3 separate regions of the Anas platyrhynchos genome follow, and all the other regions are linked to region 1. The links are chromatin contacts, called in public Hi-C maps. All regions are on one chromosome and are shown on one strand. The core of a region is the stretch at or near the end of the contact, and the rest is flanking DNA. Distances in the headings are between cores, read along the strand shown. Region 1 overlaps LOC113844284 (a long non-coding RNA gene). Region 2 overlaps NOTCH2 (notch receptor 2). Region 3 holds the start of PRDX6 (peroxiredoxin 6).

What was found. Hi-C and Micro-C count contacts between places; a contact is called where the count stands out from the background.
Region 2: a Hi-C map of subcutaneous adipose tissue shows a contact between it and region 1, with 2.2 times the contacts expected there. The contact joins two enhancer-like sites. A contact is called at or near these places in 2 of 8 Hi-C or Micro-C datasets (liver and subcutaneous adipose tissue).
Region 3: a contact with region 1 is called in a Hi-C map of subcutaneous adipose tissue, with 2.3 times the contacts expected there. The contact joins the promoter of PRDX6 here to the enhancer-like site in region 1. A contact is called at or near these places in 2 of 8 Hi-C or Micro-C datasets (skeletal muscle and subcutaneous adipose tissue).

Annotation. Positions count from the first base shown.
Region 1 is chr8:16,803,930-16,807,170 of IASCAAS_PekinDuck_T2T, reverse strand. The region is part of intron 3 of LOC113844284 (a long non-coding RNA gene); the gene reads left to right. Among named protein-coding and RNA genes, the nearest start is that of FASLG, 37 kb to the left of the region's middle. Within about 2 kb of position 1,625, at least 1 of the 8 cell types and tissues checked has an H3K27ac peak or open chromatin away from gene starts, as enhancers often do. A contact at or near this core is called in subcutaneous adipose tissue, where this site is marked.
Region 2 is chr8:16,587,459-16,590,699 of IASCAAS_PekinDuck_T2T, reverse strand. NOTCH2 (notch receptor 2) reads right to left here. Exons shown (of 33, transcript XM_038182661.2): 30 at 208-509. Among named protein-coding and RNA genes, the nearest start is that of REG4, 8.1 kb to the left of the region's middle. Within about 2 kb of position 1,644, at least 1 of the 8 cell types and tissues checked has an H3K27ac peak or open chromatin away from gene starts, as enhancers often do. A contact at or near this core is called in subcutaneous adipose tissue, where this site is marked.
Region 3 is chr8:16,669,712-16,672,952 of IASCAAS_PekinDuck_T2T, reverse strand. It overlaps PRDX6 (peroxiredoxin 6), which reads left to right and starts at 1,643. Exons shown (of 5, transcript XM_027462656.3): 1 at 1,643-1,876; 2 at 1,991-2,147. The coding sequence starts at 1,785. It overlaps TADA1 (transcriptional adaptor 1), which reads right to left and starts at 1,670. Exons shown (of 8, transcript XM_013096009.5): 1 at 1,515-1,670; 2 at 1,350-1,441; 3 at 1,077-1,142. The coding sequence starts at 1,588.

The DNA.
Region 1 (3,241 bases), core at 376-2,875:
GGCAGCAATCACAGGGCACACAGCATTCAGCGCTCTCGCACCCTGGTCTGAGCTGCTGTGAACTTTGAGCTTGTGAACCCACAGCTGTCTTCAGTGGGCTTGTTTACTGGCTGGAGCAAAGAAGTGCTCCAGGCAAACAGGAACTCTCTGGGTGTCTCAGCCTTTTGGGTGCTGAAAGAGTTCTGGGACTTGGTTAGAGCTGGTTTACCTATTAAAAGAACACTTATTTCTGGCTTTTCTTGAAGGAAGCTTGGGCTTTCAGGAAGATGTTGCCTAAGGATGTCTGTGGCCAATTAGTGTAAGGATGATTGGGCTTTATTCCAGAGACTGTTTGTAAAGCACTGAGCAGATTGTGTCTCTTGGTGATCCTATTTTTGTTTTTCCCTTTCTTTATTTCCCTTCCAGTTAGCAAGGCAGTCTATGGTAATTATTTGGGACGGATACTCTTTAAATCCTGGTATTGGGCAAGCTTTGATATACCCTGTGAGGAAACCCAAGAATCCACACTTCGGGGAAGACATTGCTGCTGTTACCCAGGAAGACACCTATTTTGAGTGTAACAGACAAATTCACCAGCCTGCATAGGGAACGGGAAGAGAGAACGAATGCATTTCTTTCCCAGGAATGAAAATGTGCACACTTACATTTCTGGCACAACCGTGGACAGAGCACAGAGGAATGTGAGAACAGTGCTAAGCCCCAGCTGGCTGCCTTGCAGCTGGGCTGTGTCAAACCAGGAGTTAGTGCTGCCCCTCCAGTTGGGATCCATGTATCCTCGTGTAGCCAGCTTTATCAGATGAAGTTTGTTTATAACGTTAAAGCCCCGTGGACTGGTGTACTCAAGTTTTTAAATCTATAAGCCCTGGATGTATTCCCAAGCCTGAGATAGATTGTTTACACTGGGCTGTCTGGAAGTACAAATGCATCCAAGGCTGTGAGGAAGAAAAATAGCACCTTCTGCAACAGCGTCCTAACTACTGTGTCTGGTTAGCAGCAGGCACAGGATGTAGCTGGATGCAGAGCAAGTGTGGGAGGTTGAGATCTGGGAATGGGAGAATTGGCTCCAAGAGGAGTGGAAGTCCCCAGCCAGTGCTTGGTGAAGCCTCTGGACAGGTGTGACCTGAGGCTTGCTCAGCTTTGAATCTCTGTGCAGGAAACTGTTAGCAAAATATTGCAAGAGTGCTCAGTCTGCAACACAGCCTTCCTCTCCGGGAGCCACTAGTCCTGGGCCTTCTCCGAATAGCGGGGATAGAAAGCTATTTGAGTTTTGTAGATGCTCAGGGAGGGGATGCCCTCTTCTGTCACTGAAATCTGAGGGTGCCCCAGGACACTGCGTGATGGGCAGTTTCTTACTGTGGCTCTGGGGAAGGCTGCGAACTGCTTGCCAGTGTCAGAGCCCTCTGGTTCCTGCAGAGCAGGTCTGTTACCTGATGTCATTCCCCAGATTGAATTGCTTTATGTGTGTGGTCAGCCAGAAAAGTCCTCAAGTCCCATCCTTTTTTCATATTTGCATCTGTCCTTCCTTTTGAGCTTTCTTCTTTTAAACATCTGTGTGCAGTACAACATCAGCCTCTAGTTTGTTCCTGTATGACTCAACTGGATGCAATTCCAACTCGTGATGAAGGCAAAGCCAGTGAGATGGAGCTGGAACATGAATAGCAAAGAAGGGCCATCTAAGAGCACAATGAAGAGCCAAAGAAGGGAAATAAATATGCAGTGCCCTGCCAGAGACTTACTTTCTTATTCCCGGTTGAGAAGATTTTTCAGTAACTGCTGAAGCACGCTGGCGCAATGGTAACCGGGGTCACATTCGACCACAACAGTGTCTGTGGTTAACGATGGCTCATTGGTGCCTACAGTTACTGCTCACAGCCATGGCTTCTGCTTGGCTTTTTATTTGTGACTGATTTCCTGTGTTTCGTTTGGGGTCCTATCTGATTACATGCTCTGTTCCATGATATTTGTTCTAACTCTTGGACTGCTGCCTCTGTAGCAGAGCGCTGTGCAGTTGCCTTTGTCCAGCTTCTTCCCAACAAGCAAAAATTCTTGGAAGATGCAGCGTGCTTGTTGCAGCCAGGCAGGAGCTGTTCCTTTGGCCTGGCCCTGACACTGTCATGGTGACAGTCTTGTTGGAGATGGTGGGAGCGGACTTGGACATCACCCAGGCTCACAATGACTTGCAGTAAGCCTGGTCTTGTCATTGGGAAGCGAGGTGACCTCCATGTGGAGATGAAGATGACAAAGGGAAGGACTTCTCAGAGGGTTAAGATGAGATCAAGAGGTGGAAGTGGGAGAACTTGTGTGTGCCAGCTGATCTCATGAGACATTCCCAACCACATTAACAAAAGCTGTGTGACTCCAGCCCCTTAGCTTGGGGTAATGCTAAGCCCTGACAAGGCGTGTTTTGTGTCACAGTGAAATTACGGTGTCAGAGCTAGCCAGGGGTGTGAAAACCTTAATAATACTACTTGAGAAAGATGAGTCAACCTTCAGCAGTCAGCGTCCTGCACTGGGGGTGGCTCTGACGTTTCTGAAACATGATGCTGAACAAGTCTGGATGTGCTTCTATTTGAAGGCAGTTGCTTATTTGTTTGACAGCAAATAATCCTTCAATGACTTTTCTGTTGACAAGCTTGGAATCTTATTTCTTGTCCCAGAAAATCTTGCTGTAAGTGAGAACCAGCTGGAAATCCTTGAGAGCCAAATACTATAGCTGTTTCTTTTCTGATCGGATGGATTCATTCTCTTACACTTCAAGCAGTTCTTTCAGTGCCTAAAAATGCTCTGATAAGTGTAGGAGTCCTCTGAGCATCCTTTTTCAAGCAAGCTCAGAGCTGTAGCCTTCTCCCACCTTATGAGCTGTTTGACTGGCTCTGATGTGGTTTGTGGTTATGTGTAACATCACTCATGTGGCCCTCATGTGCTTTTGATTTCAGCATCACTAGTGAGTGCACTTTCACGTGCAAGTGTGAGCTTTGCTCAGGAGAAGTGTGCAAGTACTACGGAGAGGCGCTGAGAGTCACCTTCCCCAGTCTGACCTGCAGGGTCCCTTTATCAGAGGTGCAGGCATGTGGTCTCTTGGTGCTGCTGCTGTGCAGCCCCAGGGGACGCCTTGCCAGGCACAGTCCTTGCACTCAGCTGCTGCAAAGTGCAGTAGCTGTGAGTATGCCAGCGTGGGATGAAATTCCCCAGGGTTAGATGGTATCTATAAGGCAGTGAGACGTTAGTCTCATTCCTGCCT
Region 2 (3,241 bases), core at 395-2,894, 220 kb after region 1:
CTTAATAAATAGATGCAGGACAATTTATGCATGCTGAGCTCTTCAGGCTAAGAATACTTGAGGAAACTGGATCTAAAATAGAGTTTCACCTGGCTATCACACTGTGAAAGGTGTGAGAGCATGGAAGGGAGTGAACAGAGCACAGCCTGCAAAGTCTCGTATATTACAGTGTACAAACACTCTAAAAAGGTTCTTCAGTTGCTGTACCTGAAAGACACCCTGAGCATCAGCAGCTACAGCTGCGTGCAGGGGAGTCCGTCCCATGTTGTCCCGTGCGTTAGCATCCGCACCAGCATCCAGCAAACGTTTTGCAGCATCTGCTCTGGAATAACGGGCTGCCAGGTGCAGCGCCATCTCCCCAGTGCGGTCCGTTTGGGCCTGCAGGTTGGCGCCTTGATAGATCAGGTCTGTTATTATATTTGCTGAGGAGTCTTCTGCATCTTCGTCATCCTCGCTAATATCGGAACTGCCCACACGCAGAGATGCCAGCATCAGAGGAGTACATCCATCTGCGGACAGAAGAAAGGTGATCACGTTAACCTAACAGTGACAGCAGAGGAAGGAAGCCCTCTCCCAGTGCATTGCCTCACCTTGACCACTGACAGCTAGAGTCCCTCTGGTCACTTCAGCACAAACCTCTTCTCCTAACTTAAAGCCCAGACTTAACCACCTGTTTTCCTTCCAAGCAGAACTCTGATACTTAAATCCAACCACAACAGAACTTAGATAATTCTCAAAGAAGTATCATAAAACAAAACAAGTTTGCTGCTGAAGTGGAAAACTTCCTCAAAGCGTACAGGCTAGTTAACTTTGTAAGGAGAAGAAAGGGCTATAAAATCAAAAACTTCAAGTGTATAACTATTCATGTGGATGTTGTAATAACATATCTAGGGAAAAGAAACTATTTATAGAGAAAAAAAATACTGCACAGCTAACACCCGATTATTGGCGTCATTTCACAGACATTTTCACCCGATTATTGGTAGCATTTCACCTGAAAAGAAATGCAGACAAAAGCCTTCAGATCTGTTACGATCTTTTAAGTCTTCATTAAAAGGACACCAAAGTTGGCTAAGTGAGGCACATAAAGCTGAAAAATGCCCTAGTAAGACTGCCTGAATCAACTTCATCTTGCTTGTAAGACACTTTACCACACCCTAGGCAAAGCAAGAGGGACTGAGATGGCAGCAGGACTGAAGCACTGTGCTAACTGGATCTCCACAAAGATGAGCACAAATTTTGCTTCTCCAGCGTGGCTTGCTAGCAGAAATTCAAGACCATCTTTGAGCAACTGCCTGGTTTATTCCATGTACAAGCAGGAGGCAGTTTGGACCCTATAGACAACAACCTCCCTGCCTGCGTTACTCTCAATCTACAGGGCACTAAACAAAGCGTGTGATCACAGTTAGGATTCTGTGCAGATAAACACTGCGATGACAACCTCATGTAAGTGGTATGCTTACACAGGAATATTCCCAACTTCTGATCGTCAGGCTTTCCTAACTCTCTTTTTTAAAACAGCTCCAAAACTTTTATAAAACTCTAGGAACTATCCTTCTACAGCTGGGAACCACATCAACCACCCGCAGAGATCATGGCTGCAGCAGCAGACCTGCCTCCCTGAGCCAGGCTGGCAGCAGGATGCATGCTCCTCCTAGCGGCCCGAAATCAGGGCACACAAACCCTTTCACCAAACTTTCTCAGGATTTGTTGGAAGGCAGAGAAGCGTTGACATACAGACCCGGGTTCAGTTCCAAGACCCAGCCATGGCTACAGACCCCCTCGCCTGTTGTCCAGAGCTATACCTCTCTTTGTGCTTCTCCCTCCCTCCCACTGCTGGCTCTGCTCCCCTGTCCCAAATGAACACTCAGTATTCAAGTCAGGCTGTGGTCTCCTCCGTACTGCCCTGATACAAAGAGCAAAGAAATGGAGCACAGAAAGGAGCCCTCCTTTTCGCTAGCACTACAGCCCTGAGAAAAGCACTCGCTCAGTCTCTGCGTTTGTCCTGGCCAGATCACACTCGGCTGCTGTATGGGGATACAGTTACAGCGAGCACTAAATCCTTCAAAAAACTAGCTGCCAGCCTCCAGAAAGTCTCCCAGGTATGTGCAGCTCTTTTCAGAGCTTCCTAAGTTGGCCACACACGGGTAGTTTTATGAGGCTAGCAAAGAAGTTCACATCCAGTTTGGCTGTCACAATTAAGTACTTGTTGGAGTATTAAGAAAAAGCCATGGGTGCAATGCCTTTTTTTTTTTTTTCCTTCCTTCAAGCTTGTTCTGAAATAGCTGGAAAAGAACTCAAAAAGATCCAGCTGGAGGCAGACACACAGCATGGAAAATTCCAGTCTGAACCACTGAAGTTTTAGCTACTGAAAAAGAGGGCCAGATAATAGGGACAGTTAATCAGTTTTAATTATAGGTGGTGGTACCAGTTATGCCTATAATTGCATTACCCTGGTTACACACTGACAATAACTCCACTGAAAAGAATGTCCTCAGCACTCTGGGGGACACAGAGAAAGAACAGCATGGAGGAACAAAGGTGAAAGCAGTATTTTATAAAAAATAACTCTTTTTGCTGTCTTCTAGAACACAGCCCCGGGTAAACTTAGAGCAAGGCTTTAAAGCCTAAAATTTCACCAGATATGTACAACTGAAGGATTCTAGACACAAATAACATACCAAAAGCTGGGATGCAGAGAACCCACTGGCAAAGTCTACAGGAGATGGGACCTCTCGGACCCCCTTCTTGGGCTTCTGCTTGAGACAGAGGTGGCTGCATCTCAGAATTGCCCGTTTCTTCCCTCTCCCTTTTAAGGGAGAGGAAGGTGGCCAGGGCAGATGGGTGCCTACATCTGCTCTGAGGAATCCTACCGCTCCTTACTAACCCATTACTCCAGCACTTGTGACTTTTTAAATAGTTTCTTCCACTGAAAGCAACTCAGTTGCTCACTTCTGATGCTGCAGAAGGGAATAGCTTATGGAAGCTTGCTTCAAGTCTCAGTTGCATCCGAATGGCAGGAAAACAGCTCTTAGATCATATTATTCCGCTGCTATTGCTGGACAAAGCTTTGAGTGGACACAAACATAAGTAGTCTGAAGATTTAATAACATTACCGCCTGCACTTGGAAAGCTTTTACCCCCGCCACACAACTAGAAGCTTCAACAGGGAAAATTAAAAAAAAAGCTTAGACTTGGCAGAAACTGATGGTTTGCGTTCTCACACTCCTTATGCAGAAAT
Region 3 (3,241 bases), core at 394-2,893, 130 kb after region 1:
CCAACCCATAAATAGTGTCAGCAGTTCTCCCTGCCCCGTCCCCACCTAGTTTAGACTCTGTACTTCAGGTGGTGTGCACAGGGGAAGCGTGCTCTCATCCCGTATTTTATAACCCACTGCAATCAGTGAGGCCAAAGCAAGGAGCAGCACGACTCAGACACATCTCACGAATTCCACAAGTGCAGGCAGCCAGAAGGGATGGGCCTGGGCCTCAGGAAAAGGTGCTGAGAACTCGAGAGGAAACAAAGCAAGGCTTGTTTCTTTCCATTGAGGGTGGTGGGAGGGCAGTGGCATTTTATTAGCCTAGCTGGTGGACCAGCTATGTCAAAGAGCTGTCACTTATATTTTTTTTTCTTCCTCCAGCTGCCTCAGGTACTCTACCAACAGGTATTTGCTCACTTCAAGAAGCTGCTCTCAGATCTTAGCTCACCACAGCTGCTACGAGCTCCCTCCCTTACCACACGGCAGTTTCACATCTTAAATTGCAGCTCAATTGTCCTTCCTATCAGATCTCTAGACTGGGAGCCCTTTTGAAGGCCACAAAAATTAGCTTATTGCTCTGACAACAGCTACTCCAAGTGCTTACAGAGCTAAAAAAGTTACACAGCATGGCTGCAGAGGTTGCGTTAATTGACCACAGCTCAATTAAGACTGTGGTAAGCATTCACAGTAAGCATTTTTCTATCAGATCTATCCTTGATTTCAGGACCAGTCAGGAAAATCCAGCTCCCTTGGATGCCGACCCTGAGAGGGAGGGGAACAGAGGGGCACCAGGGAGCTTGGACGAGGCAGGAAGCCAAACAACGCAGCGCCTCCCCTCAGCACACAGCCTGACAGACAGACAGCCGAGAAACCAAACCACCCGACCACAGACAGCAGGCCAGGCCTCCAGCCAGCACATTAGGGTTGTTTTGTTTTTTAATAAAAGCGTCTCTGCTGAAACCTGGATCGCTACCTGGCTGCCTTTGTAGATCTGTGGCAAAAAACATGAATATTAAGGCTGAGAAAAGCAGAGCACACCCAGGTGCTACCACCCTGCAGCCCGATTACCTCTGACGGAGCTCTGTGGGACTCACCTGGCGCGGACACCAAGATCTGGCAGCGGGTGAGGATGGCCAGGAGGAAATCGTTGTGGGAGTGCACTGCGTGGGGACAGACACAGCCCGTCAGTAACACACCCGTGTGCGGGGCACCCACCTGAGGCAGATTTGGGGCTGTTCTGCCTTGTTCCCCTTAGGGGCTCAGCCACCAGGCCCCAAACTCCAGGCACAAACACCTCAGGGCTCTCGCTTTTTTTTTTTAGAGGTAAGGGATGAGGGGTGCGGGGGGCTGCCAGCCCCTTCCCTCACCGTTGTCCTGCGTGAGCAGCCGGCGGGCCTCCAGGTCGAACTCCTCCTTGCTGATCTTCTGCTTGAACCACAGCTTCAGGTTGGCCCAGTACCTGCGGGCACAGCGAGGCGGGGGGGTTAAAGGAGTTAAACGGGGAAGGTTTTGGGGTCCGGGGCCGCACTCACTGCTTCACGTTCTCGCCCAGCGCCTCGCTCAGGCTCTTCTTGGCCGCCTCCAGCTCGCTGACGATGGCCGCCATGGCGCTGCCTCAGCGCCCGCCCGCCTCAGGGGGAGGGGGCGGGGCTTAGCGAGGCCACGCCCCCCGCGCCGAGCCCCGCCGAGCCCAGCCGAGCGGAGCCGAAGCGCCTCGGGTCGGGACCGGGAGCGGGACCGCGATCGGGATCCGGATCGGGACCGGGATTGGGATCGGGATCCGGATCGGTGCCGCCGCCGCAATGCCGGGGCTGCTGCTGGGCGACGAGGCGCCCAACTTCGAGGCGGACACGACGCAGGGCCGCATCCGCTTCCACGACTTCCTGGGCGACTCGTGAGCAGCGGGACGGGATTGGGATGGGGATTTGGGATTATTGGGATGCAGGGAGAGGGGCACGGGGGGAGCCCGGTGCCGACCCCTCACGGCTCCGTGCCGCTGTGCCGGCAGCTGGGGCATCCTCTTCTCCCACCCGCGGGACTTCACGCCCGTCTGCACCACGGAGCTGGGCCGGGCGGCCAAGCTGGCGGCGGAGTTCAGCAAGCGCAACGTGAAGATGATCGCCCTCTCCATAGACAGCGTGCCCGACCACCTGGCCTGGAGCAAGGTATGGGGGCACCGGGGTGACCAGGGGCATCGGGGTGACCGGGGGGTAGCGGGGTGACCGGGGCGCCGGGAGGATGGGGTGTGCACAAGGACTCGGTGCCTGGGTGGTGCAATGGGGCGGGAGGTGGCCAAAGGGGTCGTAGGGCTTCAGGGGGTGCAATTCATGGCCAGGTAGAGGGGAGAAAGCAGGAGGCAGTAGGACACGTTAAACATAAATCAGGGAGTGAGAGCGTGCAAGAGCTAAAACCATCCCTAGGAAGCTTAGGAAGCACGGCACAGAAATAAGGAGCAGGACAGCTACCGATGGGAAACCCCAGTCACAGCGCTGTGGGGCCAGGTGACGGGGTGTGAAACGAGCTCTGGGAAGGGTAAAACCAGGGTTCGGCAACCCCCGGGTGAGCTACGTGCCTCCCCTCACTCTGGGAATGGGAAGGTGCTCACGGGTTTTCCGGGAGTGAGACACGCATGCAAATAAGGAGTGATAAAGGTGAGAATTTGCGCAGTCCGGCGTTATTTAGGGGCTGAGCGGGTTCAGAAGCTGCCGAGTGGTGGTGTTGCTCAAACTGACCTCTGTACCTGGGTGGTGCACGGCCCTGGCCCACCGAGCCTCAAAAGGGGCCGGGGACAAACAGCACACAAACCCCCACGGCAGTGAGTGGGGTCTCTGTGCTGGAACCACCGGTCAGATCCCATTAAACGCAACCAAAAGTTTGGGTCGTGGTTCATAACGCAGCCTCATGTCCTGGTTTGTTGGAGCCCTCTGAAGAACTGTAGGGGTGTTGCTGACTACCACAGAGACCCTACATTTCCAGGAGGCTTTCAAATGAAAATCAGCGCTGAAAGGGAAGGCTCAGCTCTGCAGGGGGATGGGGGGAGCACCGAATTGTGTCCAGGGAGGGGAGCAGCAAGCTTCCTGGAGGGTGTGCAGGACGTGGGGTGCTCAGCGTAGCCAGAGAGCCTGCAGGAGGTGAGCAACGAGCTGCCTTAGGCGGTGCTCCAAAATGATTCAGCACAACCTCAGGTAAAACCAGGAAAAGTTGCAGAGCAGTTTCAGGGTGCCGGTGGGAACAGCACCTTTGGAAAAACAGCCCGAAA